2 separate regions of the Sus scrofa genome follow, and region 1 is linked to region 2. The links are chromatin contacts, called in public Hi-C maps. All regions are on one chromosome and are shown on one strand. Each heading gives the region's core, a stretch centred on a gene start, on an enhancer-like site or on the middle of the called end of the contact. The rest is flanking DNA. Distances are from core to core; before and after follow the strand shown.

Evidence for each region. A called contact is a pair of places that touch in the nucleus more often than the background predicts.
Region 1: a Hi-C map of skeletal muscle shows a contact between it and region 2, with 5 times the contacts expected there. The contact joins the promoter of C5H12orf57 here to the promoter of LPCAT3 in region 2. A contact is called at or near these places in 2 of 5 promoter capture datasets (both in liver), 6 of 47 Hi-C or Micro-C datasets (alveolar macrophages, blood, heart right ventricle and 2 more) and 2 of 2 datasets of contacts at active chromatin or transcription factors (alveolar macrophages and skeletal muscle).

Annotation. Positions count from the first base shown.
Region 1 is chr5:63,777,286-63,784,448 of Sscrofa11.1, forward strand. C5H12orf57 (chromosome 5 open reading frame, human C12orf57) reads right to left here and starts at 4,022. Exons shown (of 3, transcript NM_001243445.1): 1 at 3,665-4,022; 2 at 3,214-3,390; 3 at 2,225-2,454. The coding sequence starts at 3,716. The coding sequence ends at 2,303. ATN1 (atrophin-1) reads right to left here. Exons shown (of 10, transcript XM_003126540.5): 8 at 6,090-6,233; 9 at 5,608-5,788; 10 at 4,879-5,438. The coding sequence ends at 5,405. PTPN6 (tyrosine-protein phosphatase non-receptor type 6) reads right to left here and starts at 1,801. Exons shown (of 16, transcript XM_005652593.2): 1 at 1,577-1,801. The coding sequence starts at 1,590.
Region 2 is chr5:63,702,310-63,709,015 of Sscrofa11.1, forward strand. LPCAT3 (lysophospholipid acyltransferase 5) reads left to right here and starts at 5,365. Exons shown (of 13, transcript XM_003355593.5): 1 at 5,365-5,903. The coding sequence starts at 5,753.

The DNA of each region.
Region 1 (7,163 bases), core at 2,772-5,271, 74 kb after region 2:
CACGGCAGAGGGTCTCACAGGACCAGGCTGAGGAACCAAGGAAGGATTCTGTATTGAGCGAGGCCTTGCCAACCGCCTGGTAGGAAAAGGACTGAGGCAGGAGTGCGGAAGGAACCAAGGACCAGAAGATTCAAGCACCTTGACACCAGAGCTGAAAGAGATGAGGTGAGCAGTGGGGGATGCAGGTCACACCCCAAGGGCAGAGGTGAGCGTGAAAAGAACCTACAGGACTTGGGGGCGATCAAGCCACCAACTCACCAACATGCCAAGTGGGTCCTCAGCATAATACCCTGACTCCAGCAAGGCCTGGCCGGCCCCAGCCCTGCCCCTCTCCCGACCAACCTTTTTTTTTTTTTTTTTTTTTTGTCTTTTTGCCTTTTCTAGGGCCACTCCCACGGCATATGGAGGCTCCCAGGCTAGGGGTCTAATCAGAGCTGTAGCCACCGGCCTATGCCAGAGCCACAGCAACGTGGGATCCAAGCCGCATGTGCGACCTACACCACAGCTCACGGCAACACTGGACCCTTAACCCACTGAGCAAGGCCAGGAATCGAACCCACAACCTCATGGTTCCTACTCGGATTCGTCAACCACTGCACCACAATGGGAACTCCTAACCTATTTTTTTTCATTGTCATAGTCATTTTTATATAAATATTCGCAGCTCATGTTACAGAATAAGCCCTACCAGGGAAAAAAGTCACTATTCAGTTTTGCTTAGTTTGTTTCCGCAGCAAGGCCTTTGCACGGGCCCCTTCCTCTGCTCAGAGCCGCTGAAGGCCAGTGCTTCCTCCTCACCCAGGGCTCAGCTCCCATGTCACCTCCTGGGGAAAGCCCTCCCTGACCAGTGATGCCACCGGCAACCCGACGTTTGCGAGCACGTGAAACTGTTTCATTTTCTGTGTAATCTGCAATTATCCTATTTAATGGTTCCTTGTACAGTCTGTGGCTTTCCTCTGGAGGGAAGCAAGGGGAGGGCCGGGACTGTGTCTGTCTCGTTTGCTACAGTATTGATAGCACCTTAAAAAGCACCTGGCATATACTGGATGCTCAACAGGTATCTGCTGAATGAACTGACGCACAGGTGTCAAGGGAAACCGAAGGACATTGGGAAGTTGAATGGGACCGGGGCGGGTGTGTGTGTGTGTGTGTGTGTGTGTGCTCGCGCGTGTGCGCTTTCTCGGGTCTACCTTTCAGATGTATAATGTTTTAAGTGAGTGGGCTACCCAGGGGGACAGGTCCTAAGCGTATGGCAGAAACAGGAGACCCGAAGGTGGAAGGAGAAATGCAACGGTGAGAATAAACACGTATCTGTCGGGGGGGGGGGGGGGGGGAGGGGGAGGGGAAGGGTGCTTGAAAAGGTGGGGGCAGAGGGCACGAATGAGCCTGGAGTCCCTGGCATCTTGTGGGGAGGGGGATGGGGGGAGGTAGTGCATAGGACGGAAAGCAGACCCCAGGCAGGGGGCAGGGGCAGGTGGCACTCTGGTCTCACGCCTATCAGGCGTGAGCAGGAACCCTGCCCCTCCCTCCCAAATGAACAGGGGACTGTGGTACCCAGGTGAAGCAGGGGACTTACCCACGGGACAACATCTCCCCAGAGGCCTGAGGAGTCACAGGCAGAAGGCCACAGGGGGTGGGGCGCAGGTGAGAAAGAACGCTCAGAACTCAGCCACTTCCCGCTGGATGGTGCCCGCCAGGCCAAAGGCACCGCAGGGCCAAGCCCCTGGACTAAAAATCCCCGGAAAAGGGGCAGGTGGGGCGGGGCTGGCCTCAGTCCGCCCTCGGCAGCTGCCTGTCCAGGGTTCGCCTTCCCTTGGGAGGGGAGGAGCCACCTGGAGCTCCACCTGGAGCCCAGCCAACTGAGCCGCGGGAGGCAGGGTGGGGGCGAAGACCAGGAAGTAATGCTGGCCGAGGGCACACCAACCAATGGGGGAGCCTCCCAGCGCCCAGAAGCCAAGGGGCCCCCCCGCAAAAGCCCAGGCAGCCCCACACAGAGGAGGCACCGCCGCCGCCGCCGCCGCCGCCGGGGCAGGCCCCCAGACCCAGGGTGGTGAGGGACCGGCCCATCCCTCCCCCGGCCATTGGAGCCTGTTGGCAGCCGGAGCACAGGAAGGATCTGGACAGGGAGCCAGAGCGGCCTGAAAGGCTGAGGGAACTGGGCCAGGATGTAGGGGTTGTCAGGGTCACAAAAGACTGACGCCAAGACTAAGACTGACGCCAAGACTAAGTCCCAGGCACATTTATTATCCTCCAGAACACCAAGGTCTTCCCTTCCCGGGCAGTGCCACGGGAGGGCCAACCTTCAGGAGGCGGCCACGCTGCCACCCGAAGCAGGTCCGTGGGGCGGCAGGGTCATGGGCGGCAGGAACAACGCCTTCAGCTTGCCAGACAGGCTGGCGATCTCAGGATCCTGAGCTTCGTAAGATTTGACCAAGCGGGCAAACTTAAGAACACCTGCAAGGGGAGCAGAACGTCAACCCTCACCCCCAGGGGCTGGAGGAGCCCAGGACAGCAGGAGGGGGCAGCCCGAGTCACTAGCTGCTGCCCACCCCACCCCCCGGCCAGATAGCTAGCTGTCTGCAAAACAAGACTCATGCAGGTCTTTGCCCTGTGTGGTCTGGATCAACCCCTTCCCAGTCTACACTGGACACAACTGGCTGGGATGCAGTGAATGAAAATATCTCAAAGCAGTGTGTTCACCCCTATCACGTGAACCATTTTAACAATTTAGTCACAAGAGCACAAAGGATGCACATCAACCAGATTGCCAGTCCATAGCCAGGACAGAAGAGAGCTCTGGGCCAGCAGGGCTGAATTAATAAACACCCGGTTCAATAAACTGAACAGCCAACCCCGAGAGATCAGCTGGAACTGCTTGGAGGGGCTGCAGAAAGTTGCTGTCATGCAGACATCTCACTAAAAGCTATCAAAACGGGGTTAGGTTTCAGCTCTGCTGTGACCTGCCAACTTGGTTTACTACTACAGTCTGTTTCCTCATCTTAAAATGGGATAGCAATATAATTAATGGTAACTACAAAATGCACTTAAGACTTCACCTGGCTCAAGTTCACAGTAGACCCTGGGTTCTAAGTGCCAATACTGTTAGATTGTGGCTGCCGCCATGTGGCGAGAAAGGGGACGACGGCTCAGGGACGCGACGATCCATCGCCCTCTCCTCCACCCAGGCTACCTTCACTCCCCAGTCCGACCTACCTTCCCCGTCGCAGCTGAAGCCATAGGCTTTGATAACCTCCTGCTGAATCTGCGTGGCCACGGGCAGCACGAATTGCAGCATCTTACCCATGTCGTTGCACGCGTTATCACGAGCCTCGTCCATGCGCACGGCGTTCTCCGGGGCCGAGAACGCTTGGATCACCTCCGCCAGGACCACTGTGCGAAGGATGCAGCACAGGGCATCGGAACAAAGGGCACAAGGAAGAGGGCAAGGGAATTACTGGCCTGAAGCCGTAATAACCGAATCACTCGGCCCCCAAATCCCCCGCTTTAAGAAGCAAGGACCCCTCTTTGAAGGAGGATGGTACCGCGCGCCCCCAGTTCCCGGCGAATGCAGTCACATCTCTCGCCTGTGATTTCCTGCCCGCACCCTCCTCGGGCAGGAAGCCCACCCGGCAACTACCCACCCGGCAACTAGGAGGATTCTCACCCTTGGCCTGTTCCGCGCTCAAAGCAGCGGCTTGGGCCGAGGCGGACGCCATAGGACAAAAGATGCACGTGCAGCGGCGCCACGGAAACACTCCAGAAAAGCGAACCTTCTCCTAGTGCAGCTTCCCAGGCGGGTGGGGGTGGAAGGGAAGCTGTATCAGCTGAAGCCGGAAGCTTACTGATGGAGTCCCAACCTCCCCGCGCCCTCGGAAACAGGTTGAGACCTCGGATATTTAACTAAGACCAGTCAATCAGACACCAACTCGCTTACACCCCAACTCTTTCTATTGTTGAATACACTCTGGATTAAGGGTTTTCCGGTACAAACCGGAAAACCTGCTGGACAAATTCTAAAAGAGCTGTACACTACGAGAGCACAGCTCTGGCGAGAAGGCGGCATATCCGCAAACTCCACTATTAGTGAGGGTGAGTTCCGACCAGCGTTTCCTAATTCCTATTGCTGTACAAACAACGAGGCACATTGTAACTTTTAGAGGTGAAAACAGAATTCTAAAGAACTCTCTTAAACATTCGTTTCTAGAGTTTGGGAACGTTTGATACGAGTCTATGCAAATTACTTGATGCCGATTGGCTGAGAGCGAAGCCAGTCACTCCCCTTTTTAAGAACCGAGACGGGGCCTCGCGGCAGTGAAGACTTGACGCTAAAGCGGCTTTCGCGCTCTCCTAAAATGGCCTGGTGTAGGGGTGTGCAGTAACGCCCTATAATTTCCCTTCCCTTCAGGGCGTTAGAAATTGTCACCCACTCCCTCCTCAAACCTTAGAGCGCTTAAGACTTCAGGGTTCCAATTGCTTTAACCTATTGCAGCCACGCCCCCGACCCTCCAATTCATCAGTTTCTAACTCTTCTACGTTAAGAATTCAGGTCTCTGGCGGCTCCTAGCTGCGGGCACGGTGACAGAAACCCGTCTAAGCGGTTTCCTGGAGCAAGTCAGGGGCTTGCCTGTCGTAGGCCATCAGCTTCGTGACTGCCCACCATTGGAAGGATGGGACTCCACTCCAGCGGAGCCAGGTCTCCAAGGCCCTGGGCTCTTCCAGCTCCCCTCTCCAACTCTCCGGGGTCTCTATCCACTTCCGGACTAGCCTCCGGTAGTCCGGTAGCTTTCTCTCTAGGCGCTGGGCCGCCGCTGCCCAGAGACCCACATCACCACCCCGGCCCCCCATACCCCACAAAGAAACAGCCACAGCCATCTTCCTGGGGAGTCGTGAGGATGTTTTTGTTTGGTTGGTTTTGTTTGGGATATTTTTTAAAGAGCATCATATAGATATTTATATATATAAATTATTAATGTGGGGGAGGGGCAGGGGCATACATCGCAGTGGGAGCGCGCACACGGGGACTGGGGAGGGGCAGGGCGGCACACGATGCTACGCAAAACAGCCACATCTAACAGATGAAATAATCACACCAACGGGGTGGGGGAGGGGCGGTGGCCGCGGGGACGGGGGCGGGGGCGGGGAGGGGGGGGAAAGCCGGGGGACAAGGGAGAGGGAGCGGTCCAAGAAACTGTGCGCTTTCTGCCCCCACCCCCTCCACCTCCCCACCTCCGCACGCACATCACAGGAGCCTTGGCCTTCCATCTGTCCCTTCCTTCCTCCCTCTAGCCCAGAAGCCCCAGGCCCTGGGGCTGAGCAGCACCCCCTCTCGGCTGGGTGGCAGGCGGGGAGGGAGGCCTCCAGAGTCCAGATGCAGGGGCCGCGGGTGCTCTCTTGGTCGCAGGTTCTACAGCGGCTTGTCGCTTTCCTTCTTCAGGTGACTGGGGGAAGAGGGGGTGCAGAACAGGGCCTGAGAGACTGAGACCCATCCTGACCCGACCTCTCTCACAGAGGATGGTGGGGGAGGGGTTCCCTGCCTCGGGGGCCTCACCCCATCCCAGACGGGCTAAGTAGCATCCCATTGGCCTGGCCTAGGGTGCCCTGTGGTACCTGTAGTAATCCTCCTGGGCAGGCAGCGGCACACTGTGCAGTGGGTGATGGGCGTGCAGCCACTGCTGCTGCTCCAGTGCCAAGCGCTGCAGCTCAGCGGACTGCGCGTGCATGGCCTGCAGCTGGTGAGCTGCTGACATTGGGGCAGAGAGGGAGGCTGGCAGGTCCCGGTAAGGAGCAGCTGTGGGCAGGAAGGGCAGGGGGCACATGACCGGCAGGGCCAGGAGGTAGCTGGCCCCTTGACACACAGAGGAAACAGACACTAAACAACTTATGTGACAGCCAGTCCTGCAGGAGCCCTTAGCCTGGCCCTAACCCTGCGCCCCTCTTGAGCAGGGCCTCAGCTCTCCTATTCCCATTCCCAGCTCCTCTGGACACCGCCTCACCTCTCCCCAAGTCCAGCAAGGCCAGTCCCACCGGCTAATTTCCTCCTTTCTGCCCTTCACTCAGAAATCCCCCCCACCCCCAACCCCCATCCTTACCAAAGAGCTGGTGACGAAGAACTTCGTTCTCGTGCAGAGGGTGAGGAAGAAGGGGGTTGGGGAGGGTCCCAGCTGGGTAGGGGATCCGGGTAAGGTGAGACCCTGAGGCCAGGGGGTCAATGAGAGGGTGCACCGAGGCAGAGGCTGGAGGGTAGAGAAGAGGAAGGTGTCACGAGAAGGCAAGTTTGGGGAAAACCATGCACTTGGGAGGGAAGGGATCCACACCTGGCAAGAGGGGTGGACATTCGAACACAGGGAGATCCAGGGCATTAAGGAGGCACCAAGGAGGAACCAGGGGCCTGGGAGATGGACAGGGCAAGACCCTACTGGAGTCAGGATGTAGGGATGGCAGGTGTCAGAGGGATCTGAGGAACAGGAAAAGGGGGGTGGGCTGCTTAGAGAAGGTGGAAGAGGACACGAAGTTTAGAAAACGAGACAGGGAGAGGAGAGCTTAAGAGAGAGAAAGCAACGGAGCCTGGAATGAATGTGACTCTGAGGCTAGATGGAGCAATGTTCTGATGAAAAGAGGTACTGTGAGGCGTTCCCGTCGTGGCTCAGTGGTGAACGAATCTGACTAAGAACCATAAGGTTGCAGGTTCGATCCCTGGCCTTGCTCAGTGGGGTAAGGATCTGGCGTTGCCATGAGCTGTGGTGTAGGTCGCAGATGTGGCTCAGATCCCGCGTTGCTGTGGCCCTGGTGTAGGCCGGTGGCTCCAGCTCCAATTGGACCCCTAGCCTGGGCACCTCCATGTGCCTCGGGAGCGGCCCTAGAAAAGGTGAAAAGACAAAAAAAAAAAAAGAAGTACTGTGAGAGAACAGTGAGAGAAGCTCACTGTCACCTATGATCCCACAACCAGAGCTATAGGACTCTTTCTGGAAGGTCACGGATCTTAAAGTGGAGAAGAACAGGAAACACGTCAGCCAGGAGACAATGGCAAGAAACAACCAGAGTTGAATCCAAGGTTTCAAGAAGATAGTTCTGTGAAGGGCTCAGGCTCAGGCCTCAAGGTCATGCTCCCTTAAAGGTTTCCACCTTGGGTCTCTGGGGGGTGGGTGGCAGACCTGAAGAGGACT
Region 2 (6,706 bases), core at 4,115-6,614:
AGGGATTGAACCTGGATCCTCAAGGATGCCAGTCAGATTTGTTTCCGCTGAACCATGATGGGAACTCCAAGATGAAACATTTAAACATATCTTTGGAAAATGGAAAAAAGATGAGGGAGGAGTTCCCTAGTATCCTAGTGGTTAATGATTTGGTGTTGTTCTTGCTGTGGCACGGGTTGATCCCTGGCCTGGGAACTTGTGCATATTACAAGCACGGCAAAGAAGAAAAAGGAGGAGGGGGGCGGAGGAAGTAAAGGAGGAGGGTAACATTTCATTTCTGCTTACAGTTCATCAGCCATAACTAGTCACATTGTTATCTGAAAATTGGGTTCACCTCTTGGCGGGTGTTTAGCCAACAGAGAGACACAGCCAAGCCAAAGATGGCTAAAAGGAAGGACTTATTACTTGCAGCAAGGAAAGAAAACACCAGCGATCTTTCCCAAAGCCATGTCTCCCTGATGGCAAAATTGGGGACGTTTGTTTTATTTTTTGGCCACACACAGCATGTGGAAATTCCCCAGCCAGGGACTGAACGCTCGCATAGTAGGGACCCAAGCCACAGCAGTGACAATGTCATATCCTTAATCCACTGTGCCATAAGAGAACTTCAAAACTGGGGAGATTTTAAGCTAAGGGTACTTGTATATTCATGAAGGGGCTTGAGCAGAGAATTCAGCATATAATTGGGGCAAAGGTTGACAGAGTCCAAGCTTTAGCTGACTGAGGTCAAGAAGGTCAGCAGGGAGTTCCTGTCATGGCTCAGTGGTTAATGAATCCAACTAGGAACCATGAGGTTTCGGGTTCAATCCCTGGCCTCACTCAGTGGGTTAAGGATCCTGCATTGCCATGAACTGTGGTGTGGGTCACAGATGAGGCTCGGATCCTGCATTGCTGTGGCTCTGGCGTAGGCTGGTGGCTACAGCTCCGACTAGACCCCTAGCCTGGGAACCTCCCGAGGCCATAGAAAAGGCAAAAAGGCCAAAAAAAAAAAAAAAAAAAAAAAAAGAGAGAGAGAGAGAAGAAGAAGGTCAGCAGCATCATTCCATCCTTTACCTGGGTGAGGGCCTTAGTTCCTGGAAAACTCAAAGCTATTATTCTGTATATCCCTCAATGAGGAATTAGGACTCAGTTTTATTACTGCGCTATTGTTTGACTGCTTTTCCTGTGTTCCTGCATTCTTTCGTTCCTTTAAGACTATTAATCACCAGAGTTCCTACTGGGGCTCAATGGTAACAAACCCAACTAGTATTCCATGAGGATGCTGGTTCGATCCCTGGCCCCACTCAGTGGGTTAAGGATCTGGAGTTGCTATGAGTGTGGTGTAGGTCACAGACGTGGCTTCAATCCTGTGTTGCTGTGGCTGTGACTGGCAGCTGTAGCTCTGATTCGACCCCATAGCCTAGGAACCTCCATATGCCACAGGCGCAGCCCAAAAAGCAAAAAAAAAAAAAAAAAAGTAATAGAGGTCTAGGAGCCAGAAGAACAGGAGAAGTAGAAAGAGATACTGAACTTACTAAAGACGGAAGGGGAAGGGCAGGGAAATGCAGTAATGAGAGAGGAAGGATTTCACTAATGTGTAATTTATTTCTATACAGACCCCTCCACTTTATTTTATAATTATCTTCTCCTGTCTCTCTTCCCCCAGACATAGAACTTCCTGCGGGCAGGAGCTGTCTCTTATCCATCTTTGCACTGAGAGACCAGCACAGAAACTGACTTAGTCACACCTCCGTGAATGTACTTAGTTATAAAGACATATAATCTCATTCTTTTCTCACTCACCAGCTCACCAGCTAGTGTAACTGGAGAAACAGGTGCTGCATTAAAACAGGAAGAAGAATGAAGGGAATGTAGCTGATCAAACACTTTAGGGGAACGGCAAACAGGCACCTGTTGTGTCAAAGGAGACATCGTCCCTTGCCACGCCCATCCTTCTCCTGGAACGCCAGAGGCACGAGAAGGGGCAAACACTTACCTAAACGCATAAAACAAAAAGAAACTGACTTTCTCCCTCTCTCTCTCTTTTCGCTGCACATAAGGCATGCAGAAGGCCCCAAGCCAGGAATCAAACCCTGAGCCATAGCCACAACTCAAGATGCTGCAGTGACAACACTGAATCCTTTACCCACTGCACCAAAGGGGAACATCAACTTTCTCTATTTTTAAACACAGTCTAGCTGCCTAGATCCTTTAACAAATTGTTTACTTATTCTGCAAATCAAAGATTTTAAAGGTCTTAAATAACATATAGCCAAACAGTTCAGTTAAGAAAAATCTCATAAATTGAAGGTGTGCAAACCTTATAACTCATAATTCCCCTTCTGATTACAGACCTTAGAAGGGAGTTTTCTGCACTGAGAATCATGAACTACTAGTAGGTGGTGATATCAAGTTAGTGGATCCTAAAAACAAATAAACAAAAGGAGTTCCCTGGTGGCTCAGGTCGCTGCTGTGACAGGGTTCCATCCCTGGCATGGGAACTTCTGCATGCTTTGGTTGAAGCCAAAAAAGAAAAAAAAAAAAAAATCAAGTTGGTGAATCCTGATCAGCACTTTTTTTTTCTTTTTAGGGCCGCACCCACGGCATATGGAGGTTCCCAGGCCAGGAATCTAATTGGAGCTACAGCTGCCAGCCTACGCCACAGCCACAGCAACATCTGACCTACACCACAGCTCATGGCAACACCAGATCCTTAACCCACTGAGCGAGGTCAGGGATCGAACCCATAACCGCATGGTTCCTAGTCGGATTCATTTCCACTGTGCCACGACGGGATCTCTGTGATCAGCAAATTTTTAATGAATTAAAATAGGAGTTCCCATTGTGGTTCAGTGGGTTAAGAACCTGACATAGTGTCCGTGAGGATGCAGGTTCGATCCCTGGCCTTGAGTGGGCTAAAGATCTTATGTTGCTGAAAGCCGAGGTATAGGTCACACAGGCGGCTTGGATCTGGCACTGCTATGCTGTGATGCAGGCCAGCAGTTGCAGCTCCTATTCAACCCCTAGCCCAGGAACTTCCATATGCCACAGGAGTGGCCATAAAAAGAAAAAAAAAATAGATGAGAAATGATCAGAGAATACATACATAGCACTGCAGTATGTAGCGTGTGTGTGTAGTGTGAGTAGTATACACATTTGTTGTGTAGTGTATGAATATGTGAGTATAACAATGTGTTTCCTACAGTGGATCCTAGTTAATTAAAAAAAAAAAAGTTTGGAGCTACAGCCCTAGAGAAAGTTTCACTGTTGTTTAATGGAGAATGTCCACAACAGCAATGTTTGTAGTAAAAGACATACACAAATAAGAAACGATTCCAGTATTCCTCAACATGACCATGAAAAATTGTGAATAATCATACAGTGCAATTATTATATCACAGTTAAAATGATTGCATCAGAGCTACATGTAAGAATATGAATACCAGAGTTCCTGTCGTGGCTTGGTGGTTAACGAATCCAACTAGGAACCATGAGGTTGCAGGTTCGATCCTTGGCCTTGCTCAGTGGGTTAAGGATCCGGCCTTGCCGTGAGCTGTGGTGTAGGTTGCAGACTCAGCTCAGATCCCGCGTTGCTGTGGCTCTGGCATAGGCTGGTGGCTACAGCTCCGATTCGACCCCTAGCCTGGGAACCTCCATATGCCACAGAAGCAGCCCTAGAAATGGCAAAAAAAAAAAAAAAAAAAGAATGTGAATACCACTCAATAAAGATGTTAAGCATAAAAACAAGTAGCAAAATGATACATTCACTGTAATATTTTATAATATAAAGTTTAAAAGCATGCAAAACTATAATTGTTTCCAGATATAGACATTGTATAAAGCATCATAGTAGGCATGGGGTTGATAAGTACCAAAGTCAGCAAGATGGTGACTTCCAACAAGAGAAGGAGGGAAATGCCACAGGAAGAGATACATCAGGCTCTTCAGCTGTACATGTGATGTTTGTTTCTTAACCTGTGGGAAGTGATATTACTACTTTTTTTTTTTTTTTTTTTTTTTAGGGCCGTACTGGTGGCATACGGAGGTTCCCAGACTAGGGGCTGAATCGGATCTGCAGCTGCCGGGCTACACCACAGCCACAGCCATGCTTAATCCTTAATCCACTGAGCGAGGCCAGGGAGCGAACCCACTTCTTCATGAATCCTTGTCGGGCTTGTTAACTGCTGAGCCACCATGGGAACTCCAAGTTATATTATTCTTGACTTTTCTGAATATTTCTTATTTTTTATATTTTCTTCCCACAAAGGGGGAGGGAAGTGAAGTTTAACAGACTTGGGTTTCAGTTGTCCCTGCCACTTTCCTTAATTTCTCCAAGCCTCTGCATCTGTAAGAGGATATCATAATAATAAATATCCTGTTTCATAATCAATTAAGTGAACTACTGTGGATATCAGTGCTGCACAAAGTGTGAAGTGCTATAGCAGTGTAAGCGGTTAATTGTGCACCGATGCTCCACAAATTCCAGCTATTACTGGAAACTCTTGGTGTTCCTTTGTTACATACTCTCATAGGAACTTGTCCCTTTCCTTCAGGGACACTTCCCCTAGTTTGCAATTATAAGTCCAGGATCGCTTTATATTACCATCAATCCACACTCCATGGCATTGGGTCCAGCACTGGTCTTGGCACATTTTGTTATTCTAAGGTGTTTGTTGGTTTGTTTTGCTTTTTAGGGCTGCACTCCTGACATATGGAAGTTCCCAGGCTAGGAGCTGAATCAGAACTACAGCTGCTGGCCTACACCACAGCCACAGCAACGTCATATTCCAGCTGAGTCTGTGACCTACACCATAGCTCATCCCAACACCGGATTCTTAACCCACTTAGCAAGGCCAGGGATCAAACCGGCATCCTCACGGATACTAGTAAAATTCGTTTCCGCTGTGCCACAATGGGAACTCCACATTTTGCTTTTCTTATCTGAAATAGTGGTTACCTGTACAAAGTAAGAATGAGAAGCAAGGTGGGAAAAAAGGGCTTTTATTTTGTCCTCAGTTTCTACCCTCTTTGCTCTTTTACCTTGTACCTGTAATAGTGACAAACTAGTTCAATTTTTAATTAAAATAATGATTAAATCGGCATATCAATTTCATCCCTCGAGGTAACATTTTAATACAGGACGTAGCAGGAAATAGGAGCAGGCAAAGCCTGGGAGGGAAGGCGGCGGCGTATCTAACGGTTTAAGAACGGCCGGCGGCGCCGTTAGGAGGCGCTTGCGAGGCCGCCGCAGAAATTCCCGCCCTCCCGCTACATGCCCCAGTAACCCCGGCGCGCCGGCGACCGAGAGTAACCTCGCGGTCGGGTGACGGCACCCCCCCGCCCCGACTCTCGCCTGCTCCGTCTCAGCCAATAGGGAGGCAGTGCACGAGCCGGCCGGACACCAGCACGCCCCGACTCCTCCCCTGAGCTGCTGGAACTGAGTTGTACAGGCGCTGCTTCAGACTTTTCCAATCGCAGGTCTGGTTCCCTGTACCAAGCCCCGCCCCCGGCCTGCCCCGCGTTCATTCTGGCCAGAGTCACCTTTGCCTTACAACCGCTCAGCCCCGCCCCCTGCCTACCTTGCTGCGTGAGGCCCCGCCCCCTTCCCGGGCCGGCCAATGATCGGCTGAGTCTGAAGCCGCTGGGCGGGCCCACAGCCAATGCGCACGCCGTGGGCGGGCTCCGGGCCGGAATTGGGGGTGAAGCTCCAGCGTTGTGCCCACATTCGGGGCGCGCGGAGCCGAGGGGTCCCTGGGGGGCGCCCGGAGCTAAGATGGCGTCCGCAGCCGAGGGGGACGTGGGAGCGGTGGTGGAGCTGGCAGGAGTGCTGCGGTGGGTTCTCCAGGAGCTGAGCCTTAACAAGTTGGCGACGTCCCTGGGCGCGTCAGAACAGGCGCTGCGGCTCATCCTCTCCATCTTCCTAGGTAAGGACCCCTCGCGGAGTCCCCGGGGAACCGGGGCGTGACCTCCCCCTCTTCCCGGCCCCACCGGGAGGGCTGTGTGGGGTGCGAATGTGAATCCTAGAACACACCAACCAGCTCTGGAGAGGGATACAAGTCTAGTCTCGAGTCTGGGGGCGCTGTGCCCTCTGAACCTCTTCACCTTTCCCTTCGACCCCTACTGTACCCTTCTGGCCCCTCATTTGGCGCCACCACCCTCTCATCCTGCCATGCTCTATCCGGTGTCCCCACGACCTGTCCTTATTTGTCTCTCTTGAGTTCTACTCTCTGTCCATGTGTACTGCTGGTATTAATATCAACCCTCTCACACGCGCGCTTCTTATTGGCAGGTATAGGCCCCCTAACTTAGCTATTTTAGTCCTAAGGGCCCCCTCAGCCCCACGCTCCATACTTGCACATTCTGAATCTCTATTTTGTGCATTGCCAGCTTGTATTACACTTTCCTCTTTTTGTCCAGTTTCTCGTGTTTTCTTCTTATACCATATTGCTTTTTCTTTTCCTTAACCACCCACCTGTCATTTACCCTGGAATATCATTTTAGTACTGGGCTTGGGAAACAGGACTGGCAACCCCTTAAAAACTATCCATGCTACCCCAAGCGGTTGTTATCCACGTGGTTCAAAGGATGTGGTATATCTGAATTTATGTCACAACAGACTGTGTTATACCTGGTTTATAGGCTTTTTTATTGCATTCTTCCTCCATGGTTTTTTTAATACAAGGAAGCAGCATGACAATGAGGGGGGAAAAAAGTGTGTAGACTTAGA